Regions from separate parts of the Sus scrofa genome. Here region 1 is linked to region 2. A link is a contact called in public Hi-C data. All regions are on one chromosome and are shown on one strand. Each heading gives the region's core, a stretch centred on a gene start, on an enhancer-like site or on the middle of the called end of the contact. The rest is flanking DNA. Distances are from core to core; before and after follow the strand shown. Region 1 holds the start of LOC106507207. Region 2 has its middle 160 kb from the start of PRDM1.

What was found. Hi-C and Micro-C count contacts between places; a contact is called where the count stands out from the background.
Region 1: a contact with region 2 is called in a Hi-C map of skeletal muscle, with 4 times the contacts expected there. The contact joins the promoter of LOC106507207 here to the enhancer-like site in region 2. A contact is called at or near these places in 3 of 47 Hi-C or Micro-C datasets (heart right ventricle, liver and skeletal muscle) and 2 of 2 datasets of contacts at active chromatin or transcription factors (alveolar macrophages and skeletal muscle).

Annotation. Positions count from the first base shown.
Region 1 is chr1:72,213,082-72,217,148 of Sscrofa11.1, reverse strand. It overlaps LOC106507207, which reads left to right and starts at 2,191. Exons shown (of 4, transcript XM_021084596.1): 1 at 2,191-2,227; 2 at 3,365-3,838. The coding sequence starts at 2,191.
Region 2 is chr1:72,143,373-72,147,283 of Sscrofa11.1, reverse strand. No RefSeq gene overlaps it. Among named protein-coding and RNA genes, the nearest start is that of PRDM1, 160 kb to the left of the region's middle. Within about 2 kb of position 1,408, at least 2 of the 83 cell types and tissues checked have an H3K27ac peak or open chromatin away from gene starts, as enhancers often do. A contact at or near this core is called in skeletal muscle, where this site is marked.

The DNA.
Region 1 (4,067 bases), core at 942-3,441, 69 kb before region 2:
TTTTGGACAGGTTCTTATCAGCTGTTGTAATAAGTTGGAGACTCACTTGGCATTTAGTGGGAAGCCAACTTCATGGAGTCACCTCCACAAGCCATAGTGTCTAGACGTTGTGTCTCTAATTATATGTTCCCTTTGGATTGTACCCCTCACTCCATTTGAGTTGCTCCTGTCATTCCTTTGGATTGTCTCTGGTATGTGTTTGCCTTGTGCCTTACAAGACTGTGATCATAAGGAAGGATTTTGGTTTATTCATCTTTGTATCTCCAGTGCTCATAGCAGACATGCACCAATGAATGGATGATAAGTTTTTTTTCTTATTAAACCATTTTTTATCGAAGCATATAGTTGATTTACAATGTTGTGTTAGTTTCAAGTGTACAGAATAGTGATTCAGTTATATATATGAACCATTCTTTTGCAGATTCTTTTCCATTATAGGTTGTATTGAATATAGTTATATTGAATGTAGTTCCCTGTGCTATACAGTGGGTCCTTGTTATTTCTACAATGTTTGTTTAAAGAGTGCCTGCATATGTCAGGTGTTTTCTGAATTCGTGTTTTATGAAGTTTTGAAACAGCCCTCTAAGGTGGGCTCTATTATATCTCTTCTACAGAAGAAATGAGGTTCAGACAGGTTAAGAAACTTCTCCAGAGTCACACAGCTGGTATATATCTGCGCTGGATTTTCAACTCAGGTGTCTGACCACTTGCTACACAGAACTCTTTTTTTACTCATGAGGCTTCCTTACTAGATTGAATGAAAGACTTGGAGGGCATGTGTCTCTGGCTCTGTTTCTTGCCCTTGGCTTCCTTAGGCTTAAACATTTTTAAAAAAATCTATTATATTGTCTATTTATTAATTCATCAAATATTTAATGTGTTGGAATACAGTACTGAACAAAACAGATATACTCCCTTTCCTGGTGTTCAGCCAGTGCTCTGATGGAAGGGCAAAATGCTGCTGAGGGAACTCTAGCAGCAGCTCCTGACTCAGCCACCCCACCTGGTGAAAGCTGTAGGATGAGAGCATATTTACTGGAGGAAGATAATTCCAAGTGGAATGTACCATTGACCATAGAGGCAGAGAAATTCAGAAACTGGAGGTGTATGTCTAGCTGTGAGTGAAAGAAACCCCTACAGACTTGTATAAGGTACCAGGCATTATACAAAAATGTAAATAACCTTGCTTTATTCATTTTTTTTTCAACTTTGGCTGATGTCAATGCCCTTTCCCCAAATTTGATTGCAATCTTTATGTATAAAATCTAAAGCATACACTTTTTAACCTTTGTTTTATAATTTTCTTTGATCACTTATTTGACCCATTCATGGGTGAAGAGGCAATGCGTGTTTTAGTAGTTAATAAATTCCAAGACGATGAAATCCGAAGGCTTATTCAAATCATTTTGTTCCACTGGAATTTGGTGGTATATTGCATCATTGGCTGGAGTTTGGTAACTTGTTACAGAATGCAAATTTTTAAAATGGAGGTCGGTGGGGCTGCAATTCAATATTTGCTCACTTTTAATTACTGTTCAGTGGAAGAAATAATCCAGAAACCATGAAAGGTGGTGTGACTGAGACAGGAAGAAGCCAGGCTGGAAAACCAGAGACCCACATTCAGAAAGTAGCATTTTAGTGCTTTCCAACTGGTGGAAAATTAATAGGTTGTGCTCAACAGATTTCCCCTGTTTTTTCAAGTGGGGGATATTGTATTTGCCATAATAACTCTAATATATGACTTGATTTTCAAAGTTAAAAATTTGAGGATGAAAATAGTTACTCAGACAACTTGAAACTGTGGTGGTGGCAACAGAGCAGTTGTTTTTAATGAGAAAATGATGGGGAAGATCAAAGAAGCGTGGGGATCAGGATGTGGGAGTGAGTTCTCTTTATTGTAAACTGCTTTGGAGGGAGGTGAGAGATGGAGATTAGAGATGATGAAGACCTTTCCTTTTGACTTCTCTGATCTAGCCATGGATGATGAGAGTCCCTCTGGAAAAGCGTCAAAGGAAAGACATGGTTAAATGGGTAATAAAAGAAAAAGCAACGGCCCATAAATACTAAGTGTTTTAAGTTTAAATTTTTCCCTCCAAAAAAAGAAAGAAAGGAAGAAAGAAAAGAAAAGAAAAAAACAAAGCTTAGCTATTGCAGTTATCATCTACAGCTTGTAAAACACAAGTTTCCCTAATGGAGCAGGTCCAGCAAGTCTTGGTTATAGAAAGAGGTAGGAATATTGTGAAAATCCAAAGACTTCTGGCAAATATATGCTTTGAGGCTTGAAAAAGTGCCCCAGAGGAGGAGAAAATATGCTGGAAAAAAATAGCCATAAAATACTTTTTATGTTAAGAACAAAAAGACAGGAAATGTCCCCCCCCCAAATATTGTTGCATTTTCTCCATCTGGTGAAATAAAATAAGACAGATATGTTATCCTCCACCGTTACACAAAAACACCACCAGCAGGCCAGTTAGTGGTGGAGAGCTGCTGTCGTTGGAGCAGTATATAAGGCATTCCTCACCCCCCCTCCCCACCCCCCCAGCACATGTGCTGCTTCTCAGGCCATCAAACGTCTTTTGGCTTATAACCTAGAAATTTCTTGCTTAACAGAATAACAACATTACAGAACTGTCATCATTACGTTTAAGGAAACCTTCCCTGTTTGCTAACTTCCTTCCAAAACATTGTTGCCCTAATTACATTTTTTGTTGGTGGTTTGGAAAGGGCAGGACAACCCAAGGGAATGATTCTATTTTAATTGCATCTTTCCTTTCCCAGGAGATCTGTATCCTTTCAAATCCACCAAAACTCACTTGATCATTTGATTAGCTGTTGTCCACTTGTTACTGAGGAAAAAACAAAAAACAAAAAACCGAAAAACCAAACCAAAACAACCACCCAAACAAGCTCTGTGGATGTTTTGTTTGTGTTTTCCTTTCCAGAGATCATAAAGCCTATTAATGCTCTCGGTCACGCGCTGGTTCTTTTTAACATTAATTTTATTTATTAATTTTTAATTGAAATATAACTGATTTACAATATCATGTTAGTTTCAGGTGTATAGCATAGGAGAGGTGTGTTTTCTGTATGTGTGTATTAAACTTGTATCCCAGAGTGTTGTATGTTTTGAGCTAGGGTCCATAGCTTGGGTCGAATTTTGAAGAGATTGGTGACACCCACCCCCCCAACCCCACCCTGGCCAAAATTGAACTACTGTGACTAACATCCAGATTAATTCCTCCATTGTCGCCAGATTGGGACCTTGCTAGGCCCGGTTTGCTAGAAGGTATTGAAAGGATGCCTTGTATATTCGGTTTAATGAATTTCTACAATAACGTGTGCGATCCTCCATACCAGCCCTGAGGATTTCACCGCGGGCCCGGAAACGGTCCTGAGGCTTGCGTTCTCCTCCCGGCAGGGCATTCCTGCCCGGGGCAGACCTCGCGCCGCCGCGTCCTGGGCGCCCGGGCTGCTTCTGCCAGAACCGTCTGGGCTGCAGATCCAAGAGGGCCCTTCACGATCTTGGCTTCCTCTTTCCTTCAGAAATCTGAGGGAAGGCAGTGGGGGTGGGGGAAGGAATTTCTCTTTTTAAAAAACATAACGGCAGCCAGGGCACCTTTCGGTGCATCCAGGCCTGCAGGGTGGGCTCGGGGGCGCCGCGGTCCCGCAGGTTCCCAGTGCACCGTCCGCCTGGTCCTCACCCCGGCTCCGGCCCGGCCCCGGCCCCGGCCCCTGGTGTCAAGGCCCCGGCACCGGCTCAGCGCGTCGGCTGCCAACCTCTGGCAGCTGGTCCGGGAAGGCACAATCGCGGCCGGCTCTGTCTGGCTCGCGTCTGCAGGTAGAAGGCGCTCGCTTAGGGCTGTATGTTCGCGGGCGGAAGGTGGGGGGCGGTGTCAGGGACCGCGCCCCCTTTTCAAGCTCCACGCAGAGCCACAGGGTCGCGACTCCGCACTGGGTCAGGTGCGCGGCATCCCTGCCTTTCAGGCGGCTGTTCTGCGAGCTCGCAGCGGGCGTCGGCTCCGGAGTCCACTCTAGCTGCATTCATGCGTTCCCTGATCACCCATCTT
Region 2 (3,911 bases), core at 159-2,658:
CTTCCCCTCCCCTCTGCCTCCTTCTTTCCCCCTCTTCCTCCTCTTGCACTGAGTGTTCTGTGGGGCCACTTGGCTTTTAAAGATCACAGCAATGTCAGATGATTGTTAAAAGACCAGACCCTGGCATCAGATAGGCTTGGGTCCCAGTTTTGGCCCCACCACTTGCTGACAAGTTACCTTGGGTAAACATTTTCAAGCCTCTGTTTCTTGATCTATAAAATGGGAAGAATAACAATCCTTGTCTTATAGGATTTCAGGGGTGATAGTCCATGTAAAGTGCTAACCACTCTGCCTGATACTGATAACATCTATTATGTCTGGTCTTCATCCTTCATTTCTCTGCCATATGACTATGCTATAAAACTCTACATACTGTGGGTGATTTTTCTCCCGAAATTAAATATACAGGTGTTCCCGTCATGGCTCAGCAGTGACAAACCAGACTAGTATCCATGAGGATGCAGGTTCGATCCTTGGCCTCAATCAGTAGGTTAAGGATCTGGCGTTGCCGTGAGCTGTGGTATAGGTCGCAGACCCAACCCACTTGCATTGCTGTGGCCGTGGTGTAGGCCAGCAGCTATAGCTCTGATTAGACCCCTAGCCTGGGACCTTCCATATGCCACAGGTGTGGCCCTAAAAAGAAAAATATATATACAGTATTCTTTTCATCCTTGAATAATTTAAACACAGCTGAGGATGTTTTCTCCAGGCTTTGTAAGAGCATTCTTTCTGAGATGAGATCAAATTTGGAAAATGTTGATTCAGATGCAGAAATTTTCAGTAAGTCACAAGCAAATGACTGTACGGGATTATACTGTGAATCTATGTTCTTCCATTAGCTCAGTGTCTGCTTTCATATTCCTCAATAAATATAATAAGTGAATACTCTTGGATGAGTTCAGAGCTAATTTCTCTGGAATTAAATTTGTACAGTTTTCTGAAGGCATTTTTATCTCAACGAATAGATTCTTTTAGTAGATACAACATTCCCAAATCAGTGTCTTGGCTCTGTTTTCAGCAACCCCAGGTCACATTCTTACTATTCTTACTTCATCTTGGAGAATCAGAAAAGACTTCTTTTATATTGGCAGTTCGAAGGCAGTACTTCTGCAAAGTCGAACATTCCTGCCAGGAACTGTGCAGCGGTCATTTCCAATCTTGTTTTGCTTAGAAAACAGACCAATGGGAAAAGATCCAATACCACAATTGTTACTTTCTCAACAGAAATTCTTCAGTTGATCAGAAGACCAAACTGCAATTGTATCTCCTTAGACATGTCCCTGTATTGATGGGGAAGGAGAAGAGAATCTTAACAGGGGAAGAAAATGATGTTGAGCTCAGTGCTGAGCTCAGTGCTGATCTCAGCTGAGTTGAAATTCTAACATTCCTAGCTTCGTTTTATGGTTGAGAGTTACGTTTAAATGAAAGAGCAGAACGCCACGCTCTTGTACCAGTGGGATCCGTAGAGAGTCAAACAGTACATCTATATTGGGAAATTCTATTCTAGCTTTTATTGTGCTGATGGAGAAAACATCTTTCCAGATGGATTTCTCTTTATACAGCCTTTAAAAATTTTACTTGCACCCAGTTTGTCCCATTGGCAGTACTTCCAGTTCTTTTTTTTTTAGACTTTAAGGTCACAATAGTGTTTATAGAACAGGAAGAGAAGTGGCTCTGTTAAGTGAGAGAAAAAGAAGCTACAAAACTCCTCATCACTATGGGTATCTTTTAAAAACATAGTAAATAGTACCGATGGCTTGTCAATAGGATTTTCAGCATTTTATTATGCAATGTGAAGGAGTTGTATAGTGAATGCCCATTTAGCCACCTTCTATATTTACACTGTATTTTGCTGTATTTACTTTATCATATATCTCTCCACCTCTACCCATTCCTCTGTCCATTGGTCATTCTATCTTATTTATTTATTTATTTATTTTTGGTGGGGGGTGGAATGTATTTCAAAGTGAGCTGTGGGCATCTGAAGTGATAGACTCATTTAGAATCACGGATAATACCAGCTTGCGTTTTGGCCAATGGTATATTGCATCAGATAGAACTAGTTTTGGCTAAGGTTAATAAAACATCGACAAGAGTAGCTTAATGTGTTTTGAAAGAATTTGTTCTCTCTGGTAGAACAGGGCTGAATGCAGGAGTTCAATGTCGGTAAGGGGGTTCTAACATCATCAGAGGCTCAAGCTCTTTCTGTCTTTCTAGTTCACCAGCCTAGCCCATGGCATTCATCTGCAAGAACTCTCATGGCCTGAGATACTGCTAGGGCTCCAGCTGTCTCACTTTATTTGGTTTACTTTTATATATTTATTAAAATTAAAAAAAAATAGAAATATAGTTGATTTACAATGCAGTGTTACTTTCAGGTACACAGCAAAGTGACTCCGTTTTATATGTAAACCTATATGTTCTTTTTACATTCTCTTCCATTATAGATTATTATGAGATATTGAATATAGTTCCCTATGCTATACAGTAGGTCCTTGTTGCTTATCTGTTTTATACATAGTAGTTTATATCTGCTAACCCCAAATTCGTAATTTATCCCTCCCCCCTTTCCCCTTTGGGAAATTTATTATTGATATCTGTGAGTCTGTTTCTGTTTTGTAAATAAATTCATTTGTATCATCTTTTAAGATTCCACATGAAAGTGATATCATATGATATTTGTCATCTGTATCAGCCATTTCACTTTTAACTGTAGGAAGGAGGAAAGGAATAAAGGCTTCTTTTAATGACCAATCACAGAAGAACCAATCATTTTACGATCAACTTGTCTAGCTCTAGGGGAAAAAATGAAGGGAATTTATGGGGATCATATTGTATTTGTAGATGAATTTAGGAAAAATTATAAATTTATAATTTATTATTTATTGCATCGTATTAGAACATAGTCACATTTGTGAGGTTGAGAAACATAGTATTATGTATTCTTTTGATTTTGTAGGTTGTTTATTTATTTCAGCCATTTTGTTTTGTTGGGAAAAATCAAATGAGCTGAGGTTTCCTTCCCTAGCATAGTTGTGTGGGTCTTGGATTACTATTGGGGACATTTGTGAGGGCACATAAAGTGAGTTTGAGTAAGTTTTCATGTAACTCGATTTCAACAAGATCATTTGTTTAGTAAATTAATTGATCCTTATATTGAAGTTATAGCAAAGTGGTACTTTTTTATAGGATGATCACATCGTTGTGATCAAAAGGCAGTGTCATCAAAACAAAGTGGTTCAAGGCCAAAGGACCAGATGGTCAGCCTATGCTATCCTTAGGGATGGATCCATGAGAGCTGTATGGGTTGAGAATTCGGCCTAATGATGACAAAAGTCCCAAAGAATATTTTTAATAGCATTTAAAGGCCTTATCTTTGAAGAATAAGCTTTATTTTCTGGGATTAAAAATGATTCATGGAGTTCCCGTCGTGGCGCAGTGGTTAATGAATCCGACTAGGAACCATGAGGTTGCGGGTTCGGTCCCTGCCCTTGCTCAGTGGGTTAACGATCCGGTGTTGCCGTGAGCTGTGGTGTAGGTTGCAGACTCGGCTCGGATCCTGCGGCATTGCTGTGGCTCTGGCGTAGGCTGGTGGCTACAGCTCCGATTCAACCCCTAGCCTGGGAACCTCCATATGCCGCGGGAGCAGCCCAAGAAATAGCAGAAAGACAAAAAAAAAAAAAAAAAAAAAAAAGATTCACACCTGTAGAGGTCTTGGGCATAGACCAAAGAGGATTAATGGTTGATGGTATGAGGTGCCTAGCATCATTAGGGATGTCTGAGATCTACAAGATTGTTCATGTGCTGTCTACGACAAAGAAGGAAGGTCATTTTTACATTTATGTCCAAGAAATTAAAAATGGAAAAAAATCAATCTGTACCAGCATCCTTTGCTATTTTGGATTAAAGAG